Linked DNA regions of Sus scrofa: region 1 is linked to region 2. Evidence: chromatin contacts called from public Hi-C data. All regions are on one chromosome and are shown on one strand. The core of a region is the stretch at or near the end of the contact, and the rest is flanking DNA. Distances in the headings are between cores, read along the strand shown. Region 1 overlaps LOC106507279 (a long non-coding RNA gene). Region 2 overlaps PDE3B (cGMP-inhibited 3',5'-cyclic phosphodiesterase B).

Region 1 (6,170 bases), core at 2,029-4,528, 130 kb before region 2:
AATTAAATATAAAACAAAAATGGAGAAAGAAAATAATTTTAAATTCAATGTGGTAAACTTGCCTTTCCAAGTGGACTATTGGAAAAACAATGAAATAATTCTTCATAAGAGTCACAAAGTGGTGCTGTACAAAAATATGTATATTTTTTTGAATAACCTACCCAGATTTATCTATTCCTAGCAAAATTATTTAAAGACTACACATATATTTACAAGTCAAGTGAATCTGATCTACATCCTTTTAAAAATATGTTTAATCGTGGACATTGCTTTTCATGACCTTCTTTCCCAAAAGAGTATATGTAGTGGGTGTTTGTTTTATATAAAATTCAAAATATCAAATCCCTGTTCAAAGAAGACTTCTCAGTTTGGGTCTTAAACTGAAAAGACTCTTCCCCAGGCTGAACTTAATGAAGCCTAACACCAAAAAGAAAAGCTGCTTCTGGCATTCTAGGCCTTCCGCACATCCAGATGGCCTGTCTGTAGCTTAGCCAGAACCAAACCCTTCCTGCTGCTGGCCTTGGATGACAGCCCCAGGCTACACCAGCTTCCATACTCTTTTAACTCTTCAGTGTCCAAGGTTTTTAAGAGGAGATGGATCTTTCACTGTGAATTTGGCTGAAAGGGTAAATCAAGTTTTAAACTTGAAGTTTAGTTTATAAAATTTTTATCCACATCCCCTTCCTCCACCCCTCCCATAGACTCCCTCCCACAGTAGCTCAGTCAGCCAATTGGCATCAGAGGGGCACCGTTTTGGAAGGGAGTGTGTGTGGGCAGCCTGCAGGTGAGGACAGGGCTGCCAAGGCAGACCATGCGGTTTGTCCTGTGCCTACACCCAATACCTGACTTGTGCCTTTCCAGAGCATTTGTATACACACAGCAGTCCTGCTGTTTAGGGTGTGGGTAATTTCAAAAAGTATTTTTTTAAAATAACTCGTTCACAAAACTTAAGTTCAGCAAATAAGAGTACATAAATGGGAGATATAAAATGACCATGCATGAATTTAAGTGAGATCTTTGAAGTAGCTGTGCCAGAAAAACAAAACCTACTCTGTTTTTTAAAAGTATCCTTGGAAATCTTACTAGTGGCAGCCATTGTTTTCAACTTGGATTTTCAAAGGTTTGTTTATATGTAGGAATTTCACCAGAAGGTAATACACAAAGCAAACTTCACGCTCTAAGGCAGAATTTCCCTATGGATTTGTTCTTCTCCACATAGAGAGGTGTTATTAACTTATAGTAGGAGTGCTTCTCAGTTGATCAGAATAGATATTTTCAGATGAAAGCCCACATATTTTTTTTCTTTGCTTTTTAGGGCCGCACCTGTGGCATATGGAAGTCCCCAGGCTAGAGGTCAAATTGGAGCCACAACTGCTGGCCTACGCCACAGCCACAGCCACAGCCACAGCAACACCAGATCATTTAACCCACTGTGTAAGGCCAGGGATCGAACCCATATCTTCATGGATACTAGTTCAGTTCGTTTCCGCTGAGCCACAATGGGAACACCTCCTTGTTTTTGAATCTTGTTTCTTAGTTCTGTGTTCACTGTAATTTATTATTATTATTATTATTATTATTATTATTATTATGCCTGTTGCCAAGCTATTCCACTTTCCACAGAGTTGATTAGAGATTGAGAAACCCAGACCAACATAAAGTCCTGGTTTCCAGGTCAGACTACATGAACATAGATTGAAAAAAAGAAAAAAAACAGCAAAAGTGCTAACTTTTCCAACAGTCTTAAAGAAAACAAGATGAACAAAAATTCCAAGAAGGAGCCTAGAGCGTAGAGAATGAAATTTAAAAACGGGAACCCACAGAAGAAAGAATGGAAGGATAAAAAAACTGTCTCGTACTGAGATGAAAATAAAGTATATAAAAGAGAAAATAAAAATAGATTGTATATATCTATTGCTTTGCAGTGTTTGGCCTGGGGTGTTGGGTAGCTGCTCCAAGCAGCAGAACCTCTCAACAACTGACATAAAAGGGCACCCAGGCACCTGCTTCCCATTTGTGGCTTCAGAACTGAAACCCCTCCCTTGACCCTCTCCATCCACCTAGCTCTGTTCAGATCTTCACTCCCCTGGCTTCAGCTTTACTGCTTGCTTCTCAGCATTTGCCTGGCTCTCAAATGCACAAGGTTGTCTTCTGGGCCGTGAACTTGTCTCTTTGCAACTTAGATGATGAAAACTGGGACTCATCATCCAGCTATATTTTCTCAGGCCACTTTGGGCAATATTTTCCCCTATTGGACCTAGTCCTCAAGATTCTTCCTTCTGTAAAAAGCACAATGAACTAAACAGACATTTGGGAAAGATTTAGCCTCAGGGGAGATAAAATATCACTTCTGCTTCAATGCACATTTCCAGAAAATAGGCTGAGATCATCTAAATGCAGAAGGTGCAAAATGATCCATCATAAATGTCTATTTTTTCAGTTTTACATATACCATGTTACTAATAACTGTTGGATTTCAGTGGGATTTTCACAGAATGATAAAATACTACTTCCACCAGAAAGTAAATGTGAGGAAAAAATTCATGAAAGAAAAAAAGGAACTAACATATAGGGTTAAATGTCAACTTTTCCTCTTAAAAATCTGAAGAAAAGTCCAATTAAAGGAAAATATAGTTTTAGAATAAGTCATCTAATGTTGATTTAATGCTTTTTTTTTAATGTGCATTTTATTTGTGAGAAAAGAATTTTACTTCTGCTTTCATTCTGAGGAGGGGGACAAAAACTCGGGTGCATCATTCCTGTGTCCTAGTCAGAAGAAAATTGTTGGTATGAGAAATGTTAAAAAACTATTAAAAATAGTAATTTTCTGGAGTTCCCGTCGTGGCGCAGTGGTTGACGAATCCGACTAGGAACCATGAGGTTGCGGGTTCGGTCCCTGCCCTTGCTCAGCGGGTTTATGATCCGGCATTGCCGTGAGCTGTGGTGTAGGTCGCAGACACGGCTCGGATCCCGCGTTGCTGTGGCTCTGGCGTAGGCCGGTGGCTACAGCTCCGATTCGACCCTAGCCTGGGAATCTCCATATGCCGCGGGAGCGGCCCAAGAAATAGCAACAACAACAACAACAAAAGACAAAAAGACAAAAAAAAAAAAAAAAGTAATTTTCTTCCCTAATTAGACTGTGGTGTTTTTCACTACTTTCCCCACTTCACCGTGAGAGTATGTATAAAAAAAGGCATCCTTGCATACAACCCTTTGACCAGATTTCACAACTCCTGTTCTATGCTAATAAGAAATCTTTACTTAGTTTCAGTCTTTCCAAATAAGCTGAAATTTTGGACACAGCAAATACCAGCTTAGTCCTCTCTATCCTCTGGTCCTTGACCCCTGGCTAAAACCTGGCTTGGTCTGTTCCTTTAAAAAGGTGAAGCTAGACCCTGTTTTTCCAGAGCACTTTTATCTTAATGCAGGGCCACACAAAACTGTGGGGAGCTCCACTCAGGCCCAGGGGGAAGATAGACTGGCTGCCATCCAGTTTAGCTGGCTCAAGAGAGGTCAGTTTCCTTGTCCTCTCAATAGACTGTCCCTTCTGTGCTGACCTTTAACTAACTGGCAGGGCTCTCAAGCTCTGACACTGCTTCCTCTCTGCCCACACTCTTCTTCCCCACATGTACGTCCTTCTTAAAAGAGGGAAGAGCCTGAGAAGAAGGTGCTGGGAAGAGGAAAAGTGAAGTCCTGACTTTCAAACCCCTAAGGGTTTTCCCCCTTCTTGATTCATTTAAAAGTATATCAAGACAAAGCATGCAAAATTTGCAAAAACATTGAGAATTTAGTGTGGTCTATGCCTCAGGGTAGATAGCTTACAAATCTCAGGAGAATATTCTAGCTCTTCTATAAATATCTCATTGTTTATTTGTTGATTTTTATGGCCTTGCCCCTGATGTGCAGAAGTTCCCTGGGCCAGGGATTGAACCTGCACCACAGCAATGACCCGAGCCACAGCAATGACAATGCTAGATCCTTAACCCACTAAGTCACCAGGGAACCCATCTCGTAGTCTTTTTTTTTTTTTTTTTGCTTTTCAGGGCTGCACTTGTAGTATATGGAAGTTCCCAGACTAGGGGTCAAATCAGTGCTGCAGCTGCTGGCCTACACACAGTCCCAGCAATGCCAGATCCGAGCCACGTCTGCAACCTATACCACAGCTCATGGCAGCACCTTAACCCACTGAGTGAGGCCGGAGATCGAACCTACATCCTCATGGATCCTAGTCAGGTTTGTTAACCACTGAGCTGTGGAGTGAACTCCTCTCATAGTCTTTGTAATGGAACTTTTTGCAAACAGTTTGCTTTCTTTTTATAATTAGTGTGATCAGTAGTTTCATTGTGTAGAAATAGATTCCAAGAAAAATTACAATGCCTATAAACAGTGATCAAATCGCTTAAAGATGCTAAAGACATTAAAAATGCAAATGATCTGGAGGTTAAGCATCCAGAATTGTCACTGCTGTGGCTGTGGTTACAGCTGTGGTGAGAATTCAGTCCCTGGCCTGGGAATTTCCACATGCCACAGGTGGGACTAAAAGAAATAGAAAAAAATGGAAATGATTTATCTCTTAATCATTTAATTAATTTTGAAAGCGAGCCAACCAACATATACTTAAAAACCCTCTGTACCATGCTTAAAATTTTTTTTAAAAGTAAAGAATATGCAGTAACAATTGTAAAATTTCGAAGTGTATTTAGGAGTTCTCTTGTGGCACAGCAGGTTAAGGATCTGGTGTTATCACTGCAGTGGCTTGGTTGCTGCTATGGCACAGGTTTGAATCCTGGCCTGGGAACTTCCACACGCTGTGGGCATGGCCAAATAAAAGAAAATAGTACCTTTACAATTATAAAAACAAAGATTTGATTGTATTTTCCTGATTTTTTGTCCCTTTTAGTGATGGTGCCTCAGTGGCATGTATGGCATCTCTCCTCCTGCTAACTTGGTACCAAAGAAACCCTCCCTCATTTGAGGGTATTTAGAACCCTTTCCTCTAGCCCATTCTATTTACCCTCCAAAAGCTGGCATTCAGCTGAAACCAGAGGGGAAAAAAGTCTTTTCTCAGTTTACTGGCAGCGTGTTGAAGGCAATTGACCACTTTTCAGTAGAAAACATTTCCTTCCCCTATTATGTCACCTCTGCCCCTTAAAACACTTTACAGAGCTCTGGCTGAGCCCTCTCATGATTGCCAGACAGTGGCTTCCTTTAAAAAAACTTAGAAGCAGCTGGTGTCATACATAGACATTTTCTTTAAAGAAGAATTATTGGAGTTCCCGTCATGGCACAGTGGAAACGAATCTGACTAAGAACTATGAGGTTGCAGGTTTGATCCCTGGCCTTGCTTGGTGGGTTAAGGATCTAGCGTTGCTGTGAGCTGTCATGTAGGTGGCAGATGTGGCTTGGATCCAGCATTGCTGTGGCTATGGTATAGGCCGACAGCTGTAGCTCCGATTAGACTCTTAGCCTGGAAACCTCCATATGCCATGGGTGTGGCCCTAAAAAGCAAAAAAAAAAAGAATGATTGATCCCCACCCATAATGTATGCACAGTAAAGAGCATCATAGAACTGGAAAAGAGCTTCCCAATTCAATCCTACCCATGAATTTTACTGTACCATGGACCACCTTGTCAGTCTGGTGAAGCTTGTAAATTCCTTCTCAGAATAATGCTTTTAAGAGCATAAAATAAAGTACTTGAGGCTGGATACCTTCCTTACATCATGAACAAAAATGAATTCAAAATGGATCAAAAACCATAAAAAAATGCAAGAGCCAAAACAATACAAACAATTTTTAGAAGAAAACCTAAGAGTATACCTTATGACTGTAGCTTAGGCAGTAGTTTCTTTTGACTTTTTAAAAATAGCTTTAGTGACATATAATTCATATGCCAAAGAATTCATCTATTTAAGTATGTAAAGTTTTAGTACATTTACAGAGTCGTGCAACCATCACCATGATCTAATTTTAGAACCTAACTTATGTTTTGTTTTTTTAAATAATAAGGGTTCACATACAGAGATTTGTTCACATATAGAGATGATCGAACAATGGCTAGGGTATGGATTTTTCTGTCTCTCTGTTCTGCCATTATTGCTTTTTTCCTCAAGAAAAAAAAAGCTTTATTAGATTAAGCCATATACTATATAATTCACTCATTTAAAGTAT
Region 2 (6,526 bases), core at 606-3,105:
TAACTGTCAAAGTAGAAACCAAAGCTAAGCAAAACTGTCTTTCTAGAAAGGGAACGTATTAAAACCATTTCAGACCAGGAAAAACAGTTTCTACAAGCAAAAATATGTATACTTCAGGCAGAAGGAAGAACTGAAATCAAAAATGAATGCTGATAGTAAAATACAGGTTAAAATTAAGTAACCTTGATGTTCTGAAACATTACTAACAGTGCCTCATTTGTTCATGAGGGAAGAACAAGCCAGAACTAAAACTAGAAAAAAATAGCCTTTACCGTGGAAGAAAAAATAGTGAGATGGAGTGAGGATCTTTTCTCTCTAGTGAGAATGGTGGAGTGGGGAGACAGAAAGGTATGACTATTTTTATATGAAGAAAGAGAGGTCTAAAGATATTTTAGGTCTGAGTGTCTGAAAGGTTAGTGGTGTCATTAGTTAACATAGGGAATATGGGGAAAGGACCTGGTTTGGGAGAAATGACAAAGAGCTTGGTGTTATTGATTAATGCACATTTTCTCACGTGTATGCTTGTTGTCTCTAAGTGCGATGTGACTTCCTGAGAACAGGGGTCAAACATTTCTGTTTCGTATTTCTCATAGTGCATTTTGGAGTTGACAGTGGTTATCTATTGTTGTGTTTACTCTGTCATTTTTCATAATAGTTCTGCGTTGCCCTTGAATGAAGGAAAGAGCTCTAGGTGGAGATGGTTCCAATTCCCTCCTGTCTTTGGTGTTCTCCTTAACAATAAGCTGTGTTGCACAATTGTGAAGCCAGACTGCTTCAGAGTTTAAATGGCATCTCTGCCACTGACAAGATACTGGGCAAGTTGTTTAACTTCTCTGTACCTCAGTTTTCCCAGGTGTAAACTGGGGTTAATAATAGTATCTATTTGAGTTCCCGCCCAGACACAGCGGAAATGAATCCGACTAGGAACTGTGAGGTTGCAAGTTTGATTCCTGGCCTTGCTCAGTGGGTTAAGGATCCGCGTTGCCGTGAGCTGACTCAGCTCGGATCTGGCGTTGCTGAGGCTGTGGCGTAGGCCGGCAGCTGTAGCTCCGATACGACCTCTAGCCTGCGAACCACCATGTGCTGCTAGTACAGCCCTAAAAAGCAATAATAATAATAATAATAATAATAATAGTAATAATAATAATAGCATCTGTTTCACTGATGTGAGGCATTGTGAGGATTAAATGAGTTGATAACTTGTTAAATTCTTAAAACAGATCCTGGCACCTGACAGGTTGTCATGCAAGGTTAGTGTTTGTTGTTACTAATAGTTCAGACTTTCATCTTTGAATTGCTTGGTGCTTTATGCCAAATTACTCTAAAATCAATGGTAAAGCTAATTGCAATTTAGATCTTTCAAGCAATTCTTTTTTGGGAAGGTGGGGGTATGTCCACTGCATGCTGAAGTTTCTGGGCCAGGGAATCAAACCTGTACCAGAGCAGTGACAATGCCAGATCTTTAACCTGCTGAGCCACCAGGCAACTCCAAGCAATCCCTTTTTATTGTTCTGATACTTCTCTTACAATCTGTATTAAGTAAAAAATGTGTGCATGAGAGATTTTATGGGGGAAATTCTTTCATCAGTTGTTCGGTATTAGGACAACAAAGAAAAGATGCAACTGATGATTTCAAAAGCGATTAAAAGAGCTAATTGGAGTACTTAATCTTTTGAAGTTTCAGTGTTAAAGATTAAGAACCTTTGGTCTACCAGACGACGAATTCGTCAACTATTGCAACTATAACTTTCTGTCCCTTAAACTTTTGTTCCAGTTTTTCACTTTGGAAGTACCCTGGAACTTCAAACAAATGGCCTCACTCGTAAGTCTTGCTTCATAGTTCACTGTCTGCTAAGCATGTTGACAGTTTTATGGAGCCTAACCCCAGGGCTGATAAGAGGGAGACAAGAGATGAGGAAACAGAAGGCTAGGAACGCTATGTAAAAAAGTGATTTCTCCTACCCTCCAGTCACCATTAGGCACCAAGCTTTACTGCTTCTTTAATTTAACGCTTAGTTCCATTTTTTAGATAAAGTTCCCTGAAGACCTTTCACTACTTAAGTGATGATGCTTTAAAGCAGACGAAAATAATTATGGATGTGAATTTTTATAAATATGTGGGAAAATATCTTTCCTTAGAAGTTAAATACCTATGTATGCCTTAGTAAACACCAATATTTATTATTTTACAAGTCATTTTTCTTTTGTTGTAAATTAGGCACCATGTAGAATTAGCTTTGCTCTCTGAAAATTCACTCCTTCAGCAAACATTGCTAGGGTGAATGTTCTGCTAGGAACTAGAGGGCTATGAAGAAGAATTATGTATGGATATTATACCCAGGAGTTTAGTATAAGATAAAAGTGAAGATTTTGTTTTAAATAAGAAGACATTATAATATTGTAGCACCTAAGAGGGCTCAATAAATAACACCCACATTTTTCCCCAAATTTTGAACAAACTGAGAAAAGAATGATAGATGAGTATCAGAATACCACCTTTATTCCTGGTAAAGCTCATGTTGCAGCACATGGCTTATATATGCAGGCTGTTTTACTTTCTAATATGAAGCCCAGAGTTAAATAGACATACCTGGTCACAGACAGGACAGGGCCAGGAACATCTTCCCTATTTGCTAGGAAAGCCTATTTGTGGAGGAGCACTGGAGAACTTCCAGCTGGCAGATAGGCTCCCAAGAGCAAAAGGCAACAGGTAGAATTATGGTATGTAATTCTTTAGTCTAAACTTACCAATCATGTACTATTATTCCCCTTCTAGGAGAAAAATAGTGAGGGGATAAAGAGAGGCCAGGAGTTTTAGGGAAAATTCCAACTTATGGAAACAGTAGGGTTGAGGAAAAGGCATTGCCTTTCAACATGAAAATGGAGGTCCTTGGTAATCTTAACACGTTTTATGCAACAAGTATTTTATTTTATTTTATTTTATTTGGCTGCACCTGTGGCATGTGGAACTTCTTGGGGCCAGAGTTCACACCAGTGCCACAGTAGCAACCTGAGCCGCTGCAGTGACGATTCCGGATCTTAACCTGCTGCACCATAGGGAACTCCTACAACAAGCATTTTAAATTTTGTATGTCCTCGGTTTTGCTACTGTAGTTTTGACATAGTTGTATGGAGCACTGAATTTTAAAACTGAGGCTGGATTCTGCCTTTGTTCATTTCTTACTTCTCTTGACAATATTGAGTCACTTCCTTCTCAGTGTGCATCTACTATTGCTCTTTATACTCAATATATTTGTATTGACAGGTCTTTCGTACTTCCTTATTTTGTGTTCTTTAAATGCAAGGACAGTTTCTTATTTATGCATCCCCTTTGCTTGGCATATACCAAATAGTTTCTTGAATTGAATTATTGCACTAAATACTATTCTTTTTTAGCACTTAACATGGCATTTTTTCCTCATTGCTACCTAATACTCATAATTCCATCATTGAAAATAATGCAAGGTGGAGGATACCTAAAGAATATGTTATTGAAATCAGAGAACCCAACAGTAATCTTCTCCAGTAGAGGAAGATTGCTTTAGGTGAATAATAGCGTTTATAGAGGAAGTTTAGGTGAATATTCAAAGTTGGGAGAATGGAGACTAATGCAGGTCCTTGTGGGTAGGAATTCCCTCTTTGAAAGAAAAAAGAAGCTTCCTGTTGTGCATCAGTGGTTAACGAATCCAACTAGCATTCGGGAGGATGCAGGTTTGATCCCCGGCCTCACTCAGTGGGTTAAGAATCTGGCAGTGCTGTGAGCTGTGGTGTAGGTTGCAGATGCAGCTCGGATCCCATCTTGCTGTGGCTGTGGCGTAGGGCTCCGATTTGGCCCCTAGCCTGGGAACCTCTATATGCTGAGGGTGTGGCCCTAAAAAGACAAAAGACAAAAAAAAAAAAAAAAAAAAAAAAAGAGAGAGAGAGAGAGACAGATGGCATATAACAATTTGAGATGACATTGTGGTAGTTTAGTAGTATTCTAAATAACTTTGATGTTACTTTTTCAGATATGGCTTATTAAAACATGCTTAGATTTGGTTAAAAATTCCTAGGTGTTGGAATGATTTTCAATTAACCAATGTTGATAGAATGAATAATTTCAGTGCTAAGATGCTTTTTAAAAAATTTCTAGGGAGGAGTTCCTGTCATGGTGCAGTGGTTAACAAATCCAGCTAGGAACCATGAGGTTGCAGGTTCGATCCCTGGCCTTGCTCAGTGGGTTAAGGATCCAGCATTGCTGTGAGCTGTGGTGTAGGTTGCAGATAGGGCTTGGATCCTGAGCTGCTGTGGCTGTGGCATAGGCTGGCAGCGATGGCTCCGATTTGGCCCCTAGCCTGGGAACCTCCATATGCCACAGGAGCACCCTAGAAAAGGCAAAAAGTCAAAAAAAAAAAAAACATTTCTAGGGAGAACTTTGCATTCTTAATACAGATCTGCTAATTTTTATAGTTTGCCAGGTAGGAAGATGGTAGTAAATTATTAGTCATAATTTACATAGCAAACTCCAGAAGTGTGATTATGTTAAATTAAGTATTTTTTTTCAGGTAACTAAGTTTATCTTTTTACAAATAATACCATTTTAATTTAAATACATTTAAAAAAAAAATACAGAGTTCTCGTCGTGGCTCAGTGGTAATGAATCCAACTAGGAACCATGAGGTTGTGAGTTCGATCCCTGGCCTTGCTCAGTGGGATAAAGGGTCCAGTGTTGCTGTGGGCTGTGGTATAGGTTGCAGACTCGGCTTGGATCTGGCGTGGCTGTGGCTGTAGCTCTGATTAGACCCTTAACCTGGAACCTCCATATGCCGCAGGTGCGGCCCTAGAAAAGACAAAAAGATAAAAAAAAAAAAATTCATGTTTACTCCTGTTTCTGCTTACTGAATTGATCTTGATGAAAAGAGTTATTTCCCTGATAAGGAAGCATTGTCTTTTTAAGCACTGTTTCTTTGCGTCATGCCCTAAGAGCCTTATAAATTGTCCTTGCCATGTACTAAGTGATCTCAGACTTGGTATTTTGAATTTTTGCCTGCTCTTTAATAGTTATTTTGCTTGCTTCTTGCTGTTAGCTCTTATTTCTTAGTTATCAATCTTTAACAGACATCCTCTTCACCTTCTCTTATTTGTTGCTGATTATTAACAGTAGGTCAGGAAACTAACCAAGCTAGTTGGAATTGGCCAGTAAAAGTAAGGATGAAAAGGCCTTTAAGTCTTTCTAATGGATAAAGTGTATGGACTTTGTAACATCTATTTTGACTATGCAGAGACCTTTTTTGCTTGTTTTGATAAGAATCTCTGGATAAATAAGATGTTAGTCATATTGATTCAACATGAGCCATCAAATATAGATTTATTTTTCCTTTTCTTTTCTAGTGAGGTATATTATACATAACATAAAGTGAACAAATGTCAGATATATAGCTCCACAAAATTTGGCATATGTATATACCCATATAATTATCACTCATATCAAAATAAGGAACATTTCTAGAACCCTAGCTGGCTCATTCATGTTCTCTCCCAGTTAATAGCCTCATCCAGAAATGTCCACGATTCTGACCTCTATCCTAATAAATTAGTTTTGCCTGTTTTTGAATCTTTATAGAAACTGAAAATTTTTTCATTTGTTTAAAGTTTTATTGAAATGTAGTTGATTTACAATGTTGTTAATTTCTGCTATACAATGAAGTAATTCAGTTATACATATACAGAAAACTGATGTTTGAGTTTTATCATTTTCTAATGAAGCATTGTTCTTTTATTTATTTATTTATTTTTATTTTTATTTTTATTTTTTGTCTTTTTAGGGCCGCACTTGTGGCATGTGGAGGTTCTCAGGCTGGGGGTCAAATTGGATATACAGGTGATGGCCTACGCCACAGCCACAGCAACGCCAGCACTGAGCCACATTGTAACCTACACCACAGCTCATGACAACACCAGATCTTTAACCCACTGAGTGAGGCCAGGGATCGAACCCAAAACCTTATGATTCCTAGTTGGATTTGTTTCCACTGTGCCACAATGGGAACTCCTATTCTTACAATTTTTTAATGTTATTTCCCCCTTTTATTCTTGGAACACTCATTCATTGCCTGCTGTGGGCAAGAAATTAATGATTTGGGAGATTCAAAGATGAATAAAACATACTTGTCATCAAGAAACTTGCAGTCTAGGGAGTTCCCATCATAGCCACTGCAGCCCTTAGACATCTAAGGGCAGAGATAGGAGGCTGTTGTCAAGACTCAGAGGGCAGCTGTATGAGGTCTATTTGAACCGCAGCTTTGGTTTCTCATAGCAGGGGATTAATAACTAGAGGTGATATTACATGAGAGCTGGGGAGCATTACTCTAGGCTCACTCTTCCTTTCTCCATTGGCTGAATTCACCCAAAAGACAGACTAAAGGAGGCTGCTGATACAGTCAATTCAGGATAGCCTTCTGGGGATGCAAAACAGAGTGGAGAAAAGTAGAGTATGGATCTGGAGGGACAAATGAAATATACCCAGCATAATTGGCTCTTTTATTTT

What was found. Hi-C and Micro-C count contacts between places; a contact is called where the count stands out from the background.
Region 1: a contact with region 2 is called in a Hi-C map of liver, with 5 times the contacts expected there. The contact joins two enhancer-like sites. A contact is called at or near these places in 1 of 5 promoter capture datasets (liver), 4 of 47 Hi-C or Micro-C datasets (blood and liver) and 1 of 2 datasets of contacts at active chromatin or transcription factors (alveolar macrophages).

What each region holds. Positions count from the first base shown.
Region 1 is chr2:44,719,354-44,725,523 of Sscrofa11.1, reverse strand. The region is part of intron 3 of LOC106507279 (a long non-coding RNA gene); the gene reads left to right. Among named protein-coding and RNA genes, the nearest start is that of PSMA1, 18 kb to the left of the region's middle. Within about 2 kb of position 3,278, at least 19 of the 83 cell types and tissues checked have an H3K27ac peak or open chromatin away from gene starts, as enhancers often do. A contact at or near this core is called in liver, where this site is marked.
Region 2 is chr2:44,590,365-44,596,890 of Sscrofa11.1, reverse strand. The region is part of intron 1 of PDE3B (cGMP-inhibited 3',5'-cyclic phosphodiesterase B); the gene reads left to right. Among named protein-coding and RNA genes, the nearest start is that of PDE3B, 20 kb to the left of the region's middle. Within about 2 kb of position 1,855, at least 3 of the 83 cell types and tissues checked have an H3K27ac peak or open chromatin away from gene starts, as enhancers often do. A contact at or near this core is called in liver, where this site is marked.